Regions from separate parts of the Mus musculus genome. Here region 1 is linked to region 2. The links are chromatin contacts, called in public Hi-C maps. All regions are on one chromosome and are shown on one strand. Each heading gives the region's core, a stretch centred on a gene start, on an enhancer-like site or on the middle of the called end of the contact. The rest is flanking DNA. Distances are from core to core; before and after follow the strand shown. Region 1 has its middle 18 kb from the start of Vps13b. Region 2 overlaps Stk3 (serine/threonine kinase 3).

Region 1 (4,958 bases), core at 1,854-4,353, 460 kb after region 2:
CAGAGAGCAAGGTGCTGACTTGGACTTCAAAAGATGCAGAAGATTTAGATAAACACTGGCTCCCTCTGGTCTCTAGACCACTTTATAATACTTTTCTATAATTGAGGTGACAAAAGAGCTTATATTCATGTGGCCTCTGTCCATTTATACTTTCCTTTTTTAAAAAATGTATTCTTTTTTTTATTGTTTTTAAAAAGATTTATTTATTTTATTTATATGAGAACACTGTAGCTACCTTCAGACACACCAGAAGAGAGCATCGGATCCCGTTACAGATGGTTGTGAGCCACCATGTGGTTACTGGGAATTGAACTCAGGACCATCTCTCCACTCCCCTGTACTTACCTTATTAGATACAAAAACCAATGAAGATTTAAAGAAGTCATTCCTTTAAAATAAAGTACACAATTATATCACACATACTTATCTCAAATAATTGTTCTTTCTGGAAAATTGTACCCGGAAAAGCATTTCTTTGCTTTAAATTTGATAAATTTTATGTTTGTGCTAATAGACTGTTGCAAGTAGGTGCAGTATATCTTCTAATAAGTGTTTTATATATACCTCATACTAATATATAAATTTATCAAAATTAAAAATTTCCCTATCATTTCTACTGTAAAAAAAAAAACTCAACAAAATAAAATAAAGTACACATTAACAATGGGGCTAAGGATGTAGCTCTATGGTAAGGTACATTCTTAGCATGCTCAAAGTACTGGATCCAATCTCCAGCAGGGACAACAACAACAAAAATGGACAATAACATAAAAATATATTCTAATGAAATATAATTGTATCCTCCCAAATGAAAATATTTAGTTGGAAAAATGGTATGTATGGCTTTACATTTTGCTTTACTTTCCCTTCATTTATTATTAATTGAAGTGTGTGTGTGTGTGTGTGTGTGTGTGTGTATACATGAGCAGACATGTACACATGTACAACTGAATACACATGAAGGTCAGAGGACAACTTGCGGAAGTTAGCTCTTACCTCCTTCACCTTGTGGCTCCTGGGGACTGCACATAAACTTAGGTTGTTAGACTTGGCAGCAAGCACCTTTGCCGTCAAGGCTCTCTTACCAGTTTTACATCTTGCATTTTTAATGTTTTAAATAAAAGATAGCTAGGCTTTCCTATTTGTATTATTATGCTATCACAAGATACACAGCATCTGAGCAACAACTTTGTACAGTCGCAAGAGGATGGCATGAGAAGACAAACGGGATCTTAGTGCCAGAAACATCGTCTTGATAAAAGTTAAGGATGCCACACAGAATTCAAAAGTGGCATAGGAGTTGGGGGAGGGGAGCAAGTACTTGTAGCTGGAAAAGATTTCCATGGTTCGCTGTGGAAGAGATGTTTCTAGCTGCAGGACTGCTTTGTCAGTTTAGCATCATCAGCATCTTACTTGTGGCCATCTTCACTGACATCTGCTTGGACCACTTTGAAAGCTTTGTGGCAGGAACAAAAAATTAAAATTAATCGTTAGTCCCAGGCTATTATAAAATTATAGAGTTTTAGCAATTTTCTTTTTTCTTTTTCCTGGTTTTTCGAGACAGGGTTTTTCTGTGTAGCCCTGGCTGTCCTGTAACTCACTCTGTAGACCAGGCTGCCCTCAAACTCAGAAATCTACTTGCCTCTGCCTCCCAAGTGCTGGGATTAAAGGCGTGCGCCACCACGCCTGGCTAGCAATTTTCTTATGGATTGCTTTATTCATTCAATTTATGTGTGTTTACATGTTCCAGGGTGCAGGAGAAGCACTAGTGACAGAGGATGAGAAAGGCAAACCTGCTTATCAGAGCTCTCAGCTGAGTGGGAGATTCCACTATAATACATTTGCATTGAGTGAATTCATCTGGAAGGCCATGGAGGACAGAGCTACTAATGATGGCAGGTGGATGAGGTGGGCCATTGGTGGGTGGGGCGAAAGATCTCTAAATGAAGTCCCAACTACCAATACCCAGTGACACCTGAGCACAGAGAGAGTGAGAGACACAGCTCTGGGGTTAATCCGTCAGGTTTTTTGTTTTGTTTTGTTTTGGGTGTGGGGTGTGGGTGAGACAGGAACTTATTATGTAGACCAGGCTAACCTCAAACCTCAAACTCCTAGAGATCTGCCTGCCTCTGCCTCTGTTTCCTGAATGCTAGGATTAATGGTTCTGTGCCATCTGGCCCAGCTAATTCTGCAGGTTTGGGAAAGTGGGCAGGAGCTATTACAGGACAGTTTGCGTGCACACACACGCACACACACACGCACACACACAGAGAACATATCTTTCCTCTACAGCTGCATCTTGTCATTGCTGGGTCTGGTAGATTTAGCATCAGATGTCAGATAATCTCTCTGATACCTCCAGCTGACTCATCCTTTTCTGTATTTGTTTTTCTTTGTGACTCAATAACTGGGGTGAAGAGAAGGAGTAATTTAGATCATTACAACAGCTTTAAACCAAATACTGAGAACAGCTTTAGTAGCTGAGATAACTGTCTTTAAAGATGTAGCCAGACAACCTGTGTACCAGCACCACCTGCAGGGGGTGAGAAGGCCTGCACAGGCTGTGACACTCAGCAGAGACCTGGGATGCTAGAAAAGCAGGTTGGGGGACTTGTTTTGTTTCAAAATACTCGAATCCTTTTCTTCTTTCTTTCTCTCTCCCTTTTTTTAATGATCATCCTGGTGACTTCTACCTAGGCTTCTGAAAACTTGAGGGCAAGAGTCGTAAAATTAAAATTTATTATTGGTTCCAGGATATAATTAACGATCCTTTGGTGAGCATCTCCTGAAAGCCTAATCTCAGCATCTGAGGAGAACACGAATTTAACGGCAGCCCCTAGCCAAGCTCACGTACACTCTGAGCTTTACACTTACGCACTTATACTTAGAACTTTAAGGTGATAGGTAAATGTTAGTCTGTGGTGTATGCCTTGCTGCTGGGATACACATGTGCTGCAGGCAGACCACTTAAGGATGGGGGTCCAAGACAGGGAGTCCCCAGCCTGTGTTTCCCCGGGTGAGAAACAGCAGGGTCTGGGAAGGATGCTGTGGTTCTCAATCTCCTGTGTACCCAGACGCTACTGGGGACCCAGAGGAGTTGAGAACGGTGGTCTGAGAATCTTAGCATCCTGTATGCACCAGTCAAGAAGGTGATGGCAGGCGCTTGGACTGGGCAGAGTCCAGTTTGTTTCCCAGTGATGGCCGAGAGTACAGAAGGGTTGAAAGAGAGAAGGCCTTCTCTGAGCGATTTAGGGAGGATTTTTTACTACGAAGCCTCCCCTCCCCCCAGTCACTGATAAAGGAGATGATCCTTGTTTGTCCAAACTCACGGCAGATGTGAACGCATATGTCTTACTCAGGAAGAAGCAGGAAGTAAATACCCTTTGCAGGAAAAGATGCCCAGGAAGGGAGCTCATTGGCTGAACACTCAGGCCTCTCTAGACACCTCATTAGCATGGAGAACTCCAGGTTTTTATGCTATGTGACTGATTGTCATGGTCACTTCAGTGCTGTGTCATGGTCATGTGTTCCAGAACAGGTAAGTCTGGCCAGGGTCTGGTTCCAACACATGCTATTCTTAATTATGAGATTTTTCAGGGGTTTTGAACCTGTTTCCACCTTACAGGTCTTCTGTCTGGTGGCACAGTCCACTTGCCCCACAGGTAAAGTTAGGAACTGATTCTATCGAGGAGGCTCAGCCTTCTCCGGAGCAGGCTGGCCAGTACTGCAGCTGTTGTGTTGCTCTCCTACATCTTCCAGGGATGAAGGATAAAGGCTATTTCATAGCTTTTGTTTTAATTAGGTATTTTCTTCATTTACATTTCAAATACTATCCTGGAAGTCCCCTATACCCTTCCCCTGCCCTGCTCTTCAACCCACCCACTCCTGCTTCGTGGCCCTGGCATTCCCCTGTACTGGGGCATATGTTCTTTGCGAGACCAAGGGCCTCTCCTCTCATTGATGGTCTACTAGGCCATCCTCTACTACATATGCAACTAGAGACACAGTTCTGGGGGGGGGGTACTGGTTAGTTCATATTGTTAATACTCCTAAAGGATTGCAGACCCCTTTAGCTCCTTGGGTATTTTCTCTAGCTCCTTCTTTAGGGGCTCTGTGTTCCATCCAATAGATGACTGTGAGCATCCACTTCTGTATTTGCCAGACACTGGCATAGCCTCAACAAGAGATATCAGGGTCTTGTCAGCAAAATCTTGCTGGCGTATGGAATAGTGTCTGGGTTTGGTGGTTGTATATGGGATGGATCCCCGGGTAGGGCAGTCTCTGGATGGCCCTTTCTTCCATCTCAGCTCCAAACTTTGTCTCTGTAACTCCTTCCATGGCTATTTTGTTCCACATTTTGGGCTTCCTTTTCTTGAGTTTCATGTGTTTTGCAAATTGTATCTTGGGTACTCTAAGTTTCTGGGTTAATATCCACTACCAGTGAGTGCATATCATGTGTGTTCTTTTGTGATTGGGTTACCTCACTCAGGATGATATCCTCCAGATCCATCCACTTGCCTATGAATTTCATAAATTCATTGTTTTTAATAGCTGAGTAATACTCCATTGTGTAAATGTACCACATTCTGTATCCATTCCTCTGTTGAGGGACATCTGGGTTCCTTCCAGCTTCTGGCTATTATAAATAAGGCTGCTATGAACATAGTGGAGCATGTGTCCTTATTACAAGTTGGAACACATTCTGGGTATATGCACAGGAGAGGTATTGCTGGGTCTTTCTGTAGTACTATGTCTAATTCACTGAGGAACTGCCAGCCTGATTTTTCAGAGTAGTTGTACAAGCTTAAAATCCCACCAGCAATGGAGGAGTGTTCCTCTTTGTCCTCATCCTCACCAGCATCTCCTGTCACCTAAATTTTTGATCTTAGCCATTAAAGGTGTGTTCCTTAAACTCGGAGATTCAATCTTCTGGAATCCATAGCCACTGTGGCTCAAGA
Region 2 (4,669 bases), core at 1,229-3,728:
AAACCAAAAACAAAACAAAACAAAACCCCAAAAACAAAACCACTCCCCAGGAATGGATAGGAGGGTTCTTACAAAAATGTTAAGTACATGGAATATATGCCTAGTTAGTATAACAAGTCTTGGGAAGATCAAAGACAAACCCCCCAACTCCAGGAGAGAGCGTCTCCCCTCGCTCCTTCATTAACATTGTCTAACATATGGCTTAGGGAGCTGGCCCGGTAGGCACCTGCTTGCCATGCAAGCATGAGGACCTGAGCTCAGATTCTCATCACTCATGTAAAAGTTGGGTGATCTAATTCCAGTGCTGGGTGAGGGACACAGCATACTGACAGGCTGATCCCTTGAGCTAGTCTAGTCACATTAGTGAGTCCAGGTTCAGGGAGAGACCCTGCATTAAAAAGAAAGTATGATGGAGGGAAAACATCCAGGAGGGTATAAAATGAGACCAAGGGAACATTACTGTCTTAGGGTCCTATGATCGAGGTATCAACTTCCAAAGGTAACCATCCAAGACTCTAGTCTACGGAGAGGACTATAGTGTCTGTGCACTGAGCCATCCTGTTTGTCATTACTTGTAATAAGCACTCAGCAAACCTCATGCTTGGACCATTATGGTAAACGAATGGGCTGCAAGGACTTTTACAGTGTTTCAATGGAAAAGGTGTGAGTGGGGTAGGGCTTAAACATTCTGGTTTCACTTGGTAGAGCACAAAGCACGAGGGAGTCTGCCTCTAGTATTACCTTTAAAATGAGTACCTCCCCAAATGTCCCCAGAGTCTGTCAGTGCCAGGGCAGTACCAAGCTGACATACCTGGGAGGCCAGGCTCCAGCCAGACACCTGCTTTCTGAGTGGCTTCACAACTACTGTGACAACACAAGCGAGCCCCAGCTGGGGCTCTTCAGAGTGCATCGAATCTCACTTTGCATCTACACACTGCCCTGCCAGGAGACTGTGGTCGTGAGTGGAAACTTGGGGATCAGAATGTGAGCTCTGGTTTGAATAATACACATTAATATGAAGTAGTTTTACTAGTAAATCTTTACATTTTATTTTACAGGATGAAATTTCAGCTTACTCTTTAAAAAGTCCATTTTAATAAGGATTAAGGGGAAATGCATCTGTAATTAGGAAGCAAATGAGAGCCATGCTGTTGGGTTATCTCTGCTGGAATAATAATAACGCAGCTATGCAATACAGAAGTCAACGTGCTCCTGAGGAACTTTCCATGTACAAGTGGCTGGAATATTTTGTTGTTTAAGGAATCGTCTACGCACTGTTTTGTATTCTCAGATAACACTATGTGATCCCCAGTCCCGAGTGATACAGCAGACCAAGCCCTACGTGCCTAACACCTGGAATGAACAGAAGCAGTGAGCAAGAATAGTGTAAAAAAGATGTTCCTTGCCTTTTTTATTTCAGAAGAGGTACAAAACCAAAATAGACAAAATTAAATTTGCTAAGAAACTATTGTTAAACAGAATCATATTCCTTAAAGCCGGTTCACACACACTGCCCTCTCTGGCTATCAGTGTTCTCTTTCAGTTCCACTGGCCCATTTTCTATTAGGGACATTCACACGAGAAAACTTTATCAGCTCCTTCTCTTTTGCCAGAGTGTGTCATGTGTGAGAGGCCCCGAGGCCCACCATCATCAAGCACAGTCTCTGTATCCTCAGCACCTCACTGAAGCCCAGCTGCAGTGCTGACAGGCATGGCTCTGGCTATTGCTTTCTTCCTGCAGATGTGTTAACTGCCTCATTTCATCATCCTCACTACAAAGCCTGCTGCCAGACTGTCCTCTTTCTCACAGTCCACAATGGCTGTCATGTCAGCAGCTGCACCAGGCTATGCTGCTCAAAAAAGGAAGCACTCTTAAATATGAAGGCATCTGTGGGTTTTGTTAACTACCTTCCAATTTTTCAGTCACCCCAAACTGTTTTTCACTGATCTTTTTGCATTCTAAATTATAACAATACCAAACAGGGCACGTGACTCTGCCAGGATGATGGCAGTGGATTTTTCTCTTTCCCTGGGAAATCTCTGCTCTGATCATTCAAATGAGACACTGTTTAGTGGCTCCTAAAGGAGTGGGCTTCTTAGCTAGCTTAGAGCAGAGTGAATAACCTGCTACTATTTTTCGAAAGGCTTTTAAGTCTCATTAAGAAAGTTACTACTGGAAGCCAGTAGAAAGAAGTAAAATTAAACACTCCAACATTACCTGAATTGTATGGAGTGAGTTCTGAGTGAGCAATCCTCAACAGGGTGGAGGTGAGGTCAAACACAGGAGGTGCACACATTTGTGAAGGATGGATACCTCCAGCTGATCGCTGGCTCTTGAGTAGTTAGGAAGACGGGTCCCTTTCAGATTAATGGTTTGTGGAACCGAAGAACATGAAGCCACTGTGCTCCACAGACATGAGCAATTGTTTACTGAAGCCCCCCTCACAACGACAAGGTTTCACTCGGCCTCCATGAGAACATTATGTCTTTGGCTAGCCAGCACCCTCTGCTGCCCATAGTTGGTGCTGCACATCTTCCACCTTTAAGAGAGAAGACCTGCTTTTCTATTTTTAAATTTCACCTTTTTTTTTTTTTTAATTTAGCATTATGTGTTTTGAAACTCTTGTCTAGACCAGAAAGGAATCACCAATAGCATTGATGGGCTGTGTGTAAGGCAGTAAACTATGTATGGATAAGTTTGGCAACTAGGGACTAATAAGCTGTTTCAAGGCTTCAGTGAGAAAGTATCCCTCAGAACGTGTTGGACACTCCCTGGGGAGCCGAGTGAGTGAAAAGACCTGGACGGCATTCGGCTATTTAATGTTTTCAGGCTAGCTCTACAGGAGATATTCTTTTATATGGATTCATGTTACTATGGATATGTCTATACAATGCAGTAGTTACATGAATCAACTGCTTGCCTCCAGCAGACACTGTAATCTTACCTAAGGCAACAGTTTTGTGAAACAGTAAAATACTATAACTTTTGAAAGTTTACAGTTTTAGAAACACCAGAGTTTATTTGAACATTCAGGAGGCTGGAGAGATGGCTCAGCAACCGACACTGGCCGCTCTTCCAGGGTCCCTAGGTTCCATTTCTAGCACCCATAGGACAGATTACAACCCCTGCAACTCCAGTTCCAGAGGATCCCACATCCTCTTGTGGCCTTGATGGGCACTGCACACATATGATTTACACACAGACATGCAGGCAGAACAAGTATTTTATACATAAAATAATCTTTAAAAATGTTAACTTCTCAAGACATGTAGTTATTGAAAGGTAGCCAGAATCTGAACATAGTTAAGGTTAATAACAAAGATACACGGTTTCCACCATAGCGAATGTTTCCATTAGAGGGTTTCACAAAGGCTGTAAATTAGATTCAGTTGTTTTTTTGTTTTTTGTTTTTTTTTTCTTCAGAATGTCAATGGCTCTTAAGTCTAAACAAAATGAATCAATCCATGGCTTCTTCACATCCTAGTGTTTACTCACAGAACCACACAGCGAGGAGATGACAAGTTTATAAATACTTATTTTACAGATACTATTAATGAAGATTAGAATGATTAAGTAACTTCCAGAGATAATTCAATATCCTCAAATGTTTGATTAGATTGGGTCTGCCATCATGAGGGGAGGCAGCAGGGCTTTACTGCATAGCCTGGCATGCTCTTGAACTCAGCAATCCTCCTGTCTGAACCTCTGACTGCAGGAATTACAGGCATGAGTCCGCGTGCCTTTATGCTCTCTATGCTCTGCTCTACAAAGTAAGAGTGACTTTTTTTTTTTTTAAATAAATGCACAGAATTTTACGCTAGAAAATTCAGTTTCACTTTATTTTTGCCTTAACTACAATAAATAATTTAAAATTAATCACTATTGCTAAACTAGCAAAAACACACATAAGGATATAATAAAATCAGAATGTGAAAATTTACAGAAAACAGAGTAAGAACAAGTACATATTATAAAATCCACATTGAGTTGGCAAAATGGCCTAAACATTATAAGATTAAATCAATGACCACACAAAGCACTTAGCATTTTTATAATTCTTTAATTTTGTAAAGTGCTTTCAAAAGTTTATTATTTTTTTATAATTCCTAGGAGAGCACAGGGTGACATAATAGCCTTTTAAAAGACTGAACAAGAATGTTTCTAAAAGGACCATGAAAATAAGCCATTGCCTGGAATAAAGGAAGATATCTCGTAATTCAAATAGCAACACAAAGCTCCAAATTCCTTTTAAATATGAAGCAGTGTCACTTCCCACTGTGTCCCAGCCACATGCCTCACTGGCGTTAGCAGACGACTGCAACCTCCCTGCTTACCTGACAACTGCCTTGGTGTGCTATTCTTCAAAAACTGAAGTACATTTTTTTTCTTGTGTACCATCTAGCTCTCTATTTTATCCTTTACATCAGCAAGAAATACTTTTAGTACCTCACATTTAAAATAAACATATCAAGAAAACGGGGACTGAAGAGCTAGCTGTCTTGGGGGTCGAGAGCTGGCTGAGCTTCCAGAGGACTTGGGTCTATTTTCCAGCAACCCGTGGTTGCTCACAACTGTAGCTAAATCCTGTTCCAGGGGATCCCATGACCTCTTCTGGCTTCTATAGGCACTGAACATAAGTGGTGCATAGATACACATGCAAGCAAAAAA

What was found. Hi-C and Micro-C count contacts between places; a contact is called where the count stands out from the background.
Region 1: a contact with region 2 is called in a Hi-C map of the N1E-115 cell line, with 7 times the contacts expected there. The contact joins two enhancer-like sites. A contact is called at or near these places in 1 of 39 promoter capture datasets (hippocampal neurons), 1 of 15 datasets of contacts at CTCF or cohesin (pro-B cells), 5 of 484 Hi-C or Micro-C datasets (the HL-1 cell line, the N1E-115 cell line, cerebral cortex and 2 more) and 1 of 9 other capture datasets (embryonic stem cells).

What each region holds. Positions count from the first base shown.
Region 1 is chr15:35,350,443-35,355,400 of GRCm38.p6, forward strand. No RefSeq gene overlaps it. Among named protein-coding and RNA genes, the nearest start is that of Vps13b, 18 kb to the right of the region's middle. Within about 2 kb of position 3,104, at least 3 of the 459 cell types and tissues checked have an H3K27ac peak or open chromatin away from gene starts, as enhancers often do. A contact at or near this core is called in the N1E-115 cell line, where this site is marked.
Region 2 is chr15:34,889,098-34,893,766 of GRCm38.p6, forward strand. All of the region lies in intron 10 of Stk3 (serine/threonine kinase 3), which reads right to left. Among named protein-coding and RNA genes, the nearest start is that of Gm52204, 19 kb to the right of the region's middle. Within about 2 kb of position 2,479, at least 42 of the 459 cell types and tissues checked have an H3K27ac peak or open chromatin away from gene starts, as enhancers often do. A contact at or near this core is called in the N1E-115 cell line, where this site is marked.